Regions from separate parts of the Gossypium hirsutum genome. Here regions 1 and 3 are each linked to region 2. Evidence: chromatin contacts called from public Hi-C data. All regions are on one chromosome and are shown on one strand. Each heading gives the region's core, a stretch centred on a gene start, on an enhancer-like site or on the middle of the called end of the contact. The rest is flanking DNA. Distances are from core to core; before and after follow the strand shown.

Evidence for each region. A called contact is a pair of places that touch in the nucleus more often than the background predicts.
Region 1: a contact with region 2 is called in a Hi-C map of leaf, with 1.8 times the contacts expected there. The contact joins the promoter of LOC107945782 here to the promoter of LOC107945773 in region 2. A contact is called at or near these places in 4 of 34 Hi-C or Micro-C datasets (all in leaf).
Region 3: a contact with region 2 is called in a Hi-C map of leaf, with 3 times the contacts expected there. The contact joins the promoter of LOC107945777 here to the promoter of LOC107945773 in region 2. A contact is called at or near these places in 10 of 34 Hi-C or Micro-C datasets (anther, cotyledon, hypocotyl and 1 more).

What each region holds. Positions count from the first base shown.
Region 1 is chrD12:10,299,516-10,302,215 of Gossypium_hirsutum_v2.1, reverse strand. It overlaps LOC107945782, which reads right to left and starts at 1,388. Exons shown (of 6, transcript XM_016879912.2): 1 at 823-1,388; 2 at 486-753. The coding sequence starts at 1,235.
Region 2 is chrD12:10,050,003-10,052,702 of Gossypium_hirsutum_v2.1, reverse strand. It overlaps LOC107945773 (probable galacturonosyltransferase 9), which reads right to left and starts at 1,429. Exons shown (of 4, transcript XM_041108426.1): 1 at 1,015-1,429; 2 at 1-654. The coding sequence starts at 1,185.
Region 3 is chrD12:10,238,720-10,241,419 of Gossypium_hirsutum_v2.1, reverse strand. LOC107945777 (repressor of RNA polymerase III transcription MAF1 homolog) reads left to right here and starts at 1,252. Exons shown (of 11, transcript XM_016879900.2): 1 at 1,252-1,374; 2 at 2,187-2,309; 3 at 2,495-2,565; 4 at 2,639-2,688. The coding sequence starts at 2,278.

The DNA.
Region 1 (2,700 bases), core at 139-2,638, 250 kb before region 2:
AGGAACGAAGGATTCACCATTACAGGAAAGCTCGGATATGTATAAAAACATTCTTTATAGCACATAACAAGAAAGAAAAGAGCAGTATAAAATTGATTGCCAAAACATGTTTGTTGCTAGAGCACCTTAATAACAAGAGACACAGTCAAGAAGAAGAAATGCAATCAAGACAAACCGGAATTCAAATAACCAATTGGTATGTTTAAAGTCAAGAAAAATCCAGAGTTAAATTTTCTCAAAGACAACTATTTCCAAATTGACCAAGAATCATCTAACTTCATTTCTCTTTCATTAATTTACATATTAAGCAAGTATAACAAATTTTTAATCACTTCTAAAAAGAAAAGAACATGAGCTTCAAATTTTGCATCTTTTAACCCTCAATCGCATTATTTGTAAATATAGTATATGTATGTGTGTGAGAGAGACTGATTTTATAATTAATTACAAAATTTGTAATTACATAAAAAGTCTAAAATCCTCACCTCCTCCATATCAGATAACTCAGCTTGCAGCTTCTCAATATACTTCAAAGCCTCCGGCGACAAATCCTCAAAAACCCTCGGACTTATCTTCTCTAGTTCTTCATATTCACCATTTCCACCCTCTCCCTCCTCAATATTATTCTTCACCACCTCTCCGTGCCGGTGACTAGCGCCCTCCTCCGTCTCCTTCACTAGGTCCTCCGCCGGTGCCGCTCTTTCCAGATTTCTCATCAATGAAACCCTATACTCCGCGTTCCACAAGGTATACCTAAAAAAAGTATAATTTTTTTTAATTGCAGTAAAAAAAAAATTTGAAGAAGAAAATAAGATATATTACCCTGTGATGATGGATGAGAAGAGGAGACGATGAAGAGGAGGTTTCGAGAGGGAAACCAAAACGGAGAACTGATCAGAAGGGAGAATTCCGAGCATAGTGGAGATAGTTCGCTTCATAGCTTCCTTGGCGGAATCAGAAACCCCTTTGGAAATAACGGAAGTGTCGAGTGGTTCGATGTGCTTTAACATGTTAGATATTACTATGAATCCACGATCTAAATTCGATTTCTGCGTCGAAACGGAGTAGTCGTCGTAGGCTCCGCCGTCCTTTAAGCAGCAGCTCACGGTCAAGGCTGAAGGAGGACGGTTGCGAGGGCTAGGGAGGAAGCGAGAGAGAGAAGGTGATAGAGGTTTGACTGAAAGGGCAGTGATGCGGGAGAGGATGACAGCTCGGGCCGTGGCTGCCGATGCCATCGAAGATGAGAGCTTCTGGAGCTCTTTCTTTTCTTTCCTTCTAGTTTTCTCGCTTTCTTACCCGTTTTTGGAGCAGCTAAGCCTAAGTTTGATTTTTTTTTTCTTTAATATTTAAGAATGGAACTGCCAACTGGCCGAACCGGGCTGATTCATGCCCTGTTTTCTTCTTCTTCTTTTTTTAAGTAAAAATTGGATACAATCAATTACAAACTAATAGGGAGACTATTAGAATTCGATAGTAATAATAGACTATTTAATCGAATCTAATCCGCAATTTTAACAGGAGAAACATAAAAAATTTGGTATCAAAGGAAAACTCTTTTATTAATCCTGCCATAATGTGAGGAGTAAAATTCGTTTATCTTGGAATTTGCTTAATAATCACTTGCCATTCACATCTACATAATTTTTGGATTCGTAAAATCAAGTTTGTGTTATTGATCTATTTCATGTCGAATGAATGTTTTAATCGACTTTTAATTATTGACTACTATAAATTGTTTGTGTTTTAATCGTAGTTGCTTCGACAACGAATGTGACATCTCATAACTCGGACTCGGTGAGCAGGTCGAGTACCTGGGTGTTACAAATTGAACATGTGTGATTAAGGCTCAAATAATTTATAATTAAGTTCTGGCTCTTTACCTATTGATTATAAACTCATATAGTCACGAAGTCATTCCAATATAGTATCGTGACTTAGCTCTCCCTAATGACATATCATTATGAAATCAACTCGATCAATGCTCGTCCAATGAACTTGTTATAAGTGTGTTACCCTCATAGGGTATCCTTAATTTCTTTGGGATAAATTCGTTCTCCTAATATGATTCTATTTTATCTCATGGTAACCATTACATTTTTCTTCGTGAAAAGTCAATTACTATCAAATAGTAATCAAGTCATTCATCACAAAGATGAACGACCTGTGACCACATTTACTTTTCATCTATCATGTCCCAATGAGAAGATATCATTTACCCATATCTCGGTCTATGAATTTAACTATTGTGAATGACGCTATATACTATAGAAGTCATATACACAATACACTAGCTTTCGGTTCCTTACCTATTTGAACTAAGGCTTGTACTTACATCAAAGTATACTAGTCATACATACATAATTTGTCATCCACTCAAGATTAAGGTATATCACACTATGAACGCCACAATTGAATAAATCCATAAATGGGTTTAGGATTTATTCTTCTTGGATCCAGTCCAATTTACTATCAATCTAGTTAGTCGCATATATGTCTCTATCTTTTAGGAGTAATTCGCTCCGATGCCCAAGATAAGACATTTCTCCAGTTGGAATTGATAGATGACATATTAGTCTTTCAATAGATTTGTTCATTTCCTATTAGACTAAGGATTTGTTTAGGTTCGTCTACTAATATAAATTGTCTTTTTGTATTACGATCCAACCACATAATACTGCTTAGTATTAGTTTAAACACCAG
Region 2 (2,700 bases), core at 180-2,679:
CTCCTCAGCGTTCTTCACCACAGACCTCACCACCACAGAAACTGCAATCACATTATCAGAAAATATAGCATAATGATACAAATCAGGGTCCTCAAACTCAGATTTAGGCAAGTCTTCCTTGTACTTCTCCGGATGTGAAATTCTCTCCTCCACCAGTCTCATTGCCAAGCAATGTAAACTCTTAGGAATTGATTTGGCAGCAATTGAGCTCGCAAAAGCTCCATTCTTTTTTGCCTTACCTAATAATTCCCTAACTGCGAAAATAGTATCTTTCAACTTTTGAATTTTCAACTGATTATCATAATTTTCTTTAGATTCAGCTATTAACAACCTAGCAAATTTCACTCTATCTTTCACTTCTTTCTCAAACTGCCTTAAGACATCCTCATCTAAATTCCCATCGGTTTCAAACAAAGAGGATTTATACCTCGGTTTAGATGTAATATCGGAGAAATTCTTAGCCAAATCATCAAACATTTTCAATTGCCTCGAAATGTCAAGCTTTAGTTTCCTTGCATAAGCTGCATAAGCTTTCACTAATGTGATGTGATCATTGGCTTGCCTGTATATCAAATCTAGCCTTGTTTTGAGAGGGTCCGAGTTCAATGCCACAAACGTTCTATGCATGTAAGCATTTCCGCCACTTCGAAACCTCTGCTAGAAAACCCCAGAAAAGAAAATAGTCAGAACATCTAAAAGGGTATTTAAAACCCCAAACAGAATGAATTTTAAAGTACTGCAAGCTCTGCCCTAAAGACTAGCAGAAAACAACCATAAGAGAGAGAGAGAGAGAGAGAGAGAGAGAGATTAGATTGTGAAGTATTAAACGCTCAGCAAATCGCCAAAGTGTATCCAAAAAAAGCCAAATAGATTTAAATTTTGAGGCACCGAATTAGAGAAATAAATGGCATGTTACTGGGGCTAAAAAAACCCAAGTTAGAAAAAAGAAAAGGGTATCTGAAAAAACCAAAAACAGAACAAATGATAAAGGATTTTGAAGAAGGAAAATTTTACAGAGTGCTGATGAGTTGTAGAAGGACGAGTAGTGAGGAGAACGGTGGCAGTGGCAATGAAGAGAAGCGAAAACATGGCCGAGACGAAGATCCTGTAAGAAAAAAAACTGCGGAAACCAGCTCCAACACCGCCGGATCCGCCACCGCGAGCTCCCCTGATAGCCACAGCCATCGAAATTCAGCTATTTACACTGCTTTGTTTCTGTCCGTCTCTTAGACTGATTAGTGAAACTAAATAAAAAAAATAAAGAATGACACAGTAATGAGATCTGAGATTTGACAATGAAAGGGTTAGAAGATGTGGTTGATTTATTAAGATTTGACTGATGAACTGAAGAAAAGGAATGAAGAAATTGATGAACGTGTTTAGGGTGAGGGATGGTGTAGGGATTGTTCGTTGAGATGGTTAGATTTTGTCGGGCTGACTGAAGAGGGTGAGATCCGTAGTTATATGTGTAATGGGCCGGACCCATATGATCCATAACTTTTTCAATTCGATCGATTGTCCTCAATTACAGATCCAACCACTTAAATTCAATAAAACTCTTCTTTTTTTTATTTCCAAATATATTCCTACTTTATCAGTCCAAAGAGAATAATTTACATTAGGATCATCTTTAAAAAATAAAATTTTTAGGCACCAATAAGATTTTATCACATCATCGAATTTTAAAGACATAAATTTATTATTATACACCCATCTATAGAGAAATTATTTTATAAATCTTTCTCATCACATTATTCATGGTCTCTTTCCAATTATTTAATAACATTCAACAATTTTTTCCATATAATTGACACATAATTTTGGTATTTTATCCTAAACTCCAAGCCCAAAACCTATAACCCCAAACCCTAAACTTGAACACCGAACCCATAACCTTGAGCCAAAACTCTAAATCCTAAACTCGTAACCCATAACCTTAAATCCTTAAACATTAAATCCAAAACCCTAAATTTGTACCCCGACCCTTGAACTTGTACATTGAACTCCAAATTCAAAACTCAAACTCGAACCCTGAACCTCAAGGTTCAAGGTTTGAGGTTAAGGTTCTAGGTTCGGGATTTATGGTAAAATAATTACCACAATAATGTACCAATGACATGGAAAAAATTACACAAAAAATATTAATTTTTAAAAAAAAAATTGGTTGCACAAAAATAAAAAAAAACATTAACTTATGAGAAAAAATAAAATGATTAAAAATTAATTATTTTAAGTAATTTAATTAAAGTTAAATTAAGTTGGAGAAGATATTAGATATAGATGAATGTATAATAATATTTTATTATTTTTAAAATTTAATGAAATGGCACTATTTTATTGGTGCCTAAAAATTATATTTTTTTTTAAAATGATCCTAATATAATTTATTCATTTATTATAATACAATTTTTAAATTAAACTCTTCAAATTCAACTTTTATATTTTTTCTTAAAAGTAAATACAATGTCCATATATATAATTAATACAAACATAAAATAAAATAAAAGATTACATTATATTATATTGTATATAAAATTGTATTTAAAAATATAAAGTTAATAAACAATTAAAATAAAAGTAATATACTTTTTTGTTTTTTGTTTTTCTGTTAATCTAACCATAATAATTTAAATATAAAATAATTAATATAAATTTTATTTTTTTATTTATTATATAAATCCATTCAATAAATTTCTTTTA
Region 3 (2,700 bases), core at 3-2,502, 190 kb before region 2:
CCCAACCAATAAATAAATTCTCATTTGCTAGCTTAGTGATATACCCTCAAGGCTTTGCATCTCAATTCCATATATTGAATAATTCATTTTGTTTTCATAGTATCATAAGGCGCCTAGGACTCTTAATTTGTAATGAAAATGTTCTTTTACATGCTTTTTATATGTCCAACTCTTGTTATCCATCATATTATACGCCCACAGGATTTTAGATTTTGATTTCAACTATCAAGCATATTGATCTATTTTTTATAATATTATTCTCATATAAATTTCATATTCAAGTACATGTATCTATAAAACACTACGTATTTTAACCGCATTACATTAATGTTTTAGCCCTTATTAACCAGACATGGACTAAAAGACGGATACGTGGATTATTCCATTATCAAACCAATATACACTCACAGGCATTCAATGTTCAGGAGCTAATGATGCGTTTCCACAAACACCCAGTGTTCAAGAGAAATTATTGATACGCTCTCACGGACACCCAGTGCTCTAGAGAATTAGGGGTGTTCAAATTTCAATTAAAATCAGATTAACCGACCAAACCGGTTTAATTTGATTAATCGATCAATTAACTAATCTAATTCGGTTGGAGGTCGATTAATGATCTTTTGGAAGTTCAGTTATCGGTTAATTCGGTTCAAAAATTGAGTACTTAACCGAATTAACCAAACTTAATAATTAATAATACAAATTATATGTAATTTTAATTTGATTAATTCGGTCAAATGAACATTATCAATTTATTTATTTTATATATTTTATACTTGTTTTAACCAAAAAACAAAAAATTTGGTTAATTTGGTTAACCGACCGAATTAACTGAAATATTTCGGTTCGATTAAATTTTTTGATTCGTTAATCATTAAAGGATTAAAAGGTTCGATTATTTCAATTAATATAGTTTATGAAAAATATTTTCTACAAAAATATAAGTAAATAAAATTACTTTTATGTTTAAATATTAAAAAAAAATCGGAACGCGAGAAAATATTCTTAGTAAGTATATAAATCCAGCCTCCAAACTCGTTGAAGTTGATAATAATATAGTCAAACAAGTATTATGAGAAATATATATCTAGCCCCCTAACTTCTGCAAGAATCACAAATTAATCCTGCCGTCAACGTCGAAAGACGGAGGGACCAAGATGAATATTGAAAAACTTGTAATAATTTTATGCCATGAATATACTACTTTGCATTATGGCCTTGTAAAAAATATATATTTACGAATAAATAAATAAACAAATAAAAAAATCAGCCACGTTTTTTTTCATTCTAATTATTTCTGATTTTGACGAGATTTCACTTTTCAGAACTTCCCCTTTTCTTCTAACTGTTAAAAGCCGGCGAACAGAAACTACGGTAAGCTTTCCGTTTCTTCTCTGACATCGAACTGAGCCAAGGGTATATTCCCTTTTCTGTTGTTGTGATTTGATTTTATCATTTAATTAGAAACTTCTTTTACTTTTTGTAATTTGATTTTACATTTGCAATTTCCTTTTGATTCAGTTCATGTGAAATTGTCTGAAGTTTGTGGTTGGATTTCAAATCCGTTCAGTTTTGCGGTTATACTTTCATTTTTGTTGATTTTTGGACTAAAACTAATGAAAATCACTAAATTGGTCAATTACATTAACAAATTGTTCCATGAAATATTCTAATCCTGTTAATTTTTTTATTTATAAATCAATGAAATGGAATGTGCAGTAGCAAAATTCCATATTTAAATATAGTGAAAGTATAAATTTGACTCTAATCCGAAGTACCAAATTCCACAATGATGAACAGTTTCAAATCAGTAAGCCTTGGCAAGCAATTTTTTGTATTAGACTTTATACTTGATGCATGGGATGGAATTTAAATATGGATTTGGGAAATGGAATAATGGGATTTCTTTTTTCAATGTTTAAATCTTCAATAATGGCATAATGGGATTAAAGATAGAGATGAGACAAAAATTATTCTGGGAAGTGACAAAATTGAGGGCTATATTAGTGTGGGTGTGCTTTTGTTTCAGAAATGAAGATTTTTTTTTTTTTTTGAAATTCTATTTCTAGTTTTATAATTTTGTTTGGCCATTTGAGTTTGGCTTACTTTGATATATGAATCCAGCTTCTGGCCCTAACGCATTTTGATTTGATTGCATCATTGTACTGATAGTTTCTACATTCTAGTCTTCTTTTTTTTTTGTCTGCAGGACCTTCAAGTTTTGGCATCATTGACAGCAAATTCCAGTAATCTGTCTGAAGTCTGAACGTATTCAGTATGAAGTTCTTAGAATACACTCCGCTTGACCGGTAATTTTCAATTATGCGTCTGAGCATATTCTGTGTGAAGTTCTTAAGAGTATACTCTGCGTGACTGGTAATTGTCAATTATTAGAAAATGGAATGGTAACAAATTTTCCTCGCCCTTCTTAGATTCATGATCTTTGTCTGCCTTTTGATTTAAAGTCTGACTTAATTAGTATCTTATTTTCTAGAATAAATGATTTCTTGAGTGAATTAAACCTCGGTGAGCGTACCATCAAAGGAAGACTTGAAGCATACTCTTGTAAGTTCAACTACATAAGTTGTCCCAAACATTTGGAGATGTTGGTTCAAACTCAATTTTTTCATGCTTCTAGGCAAACACACAGGAACAGATAAAAAACTCTCTCTCAGTTTGGAGAATGAGGTTTGAGAACAT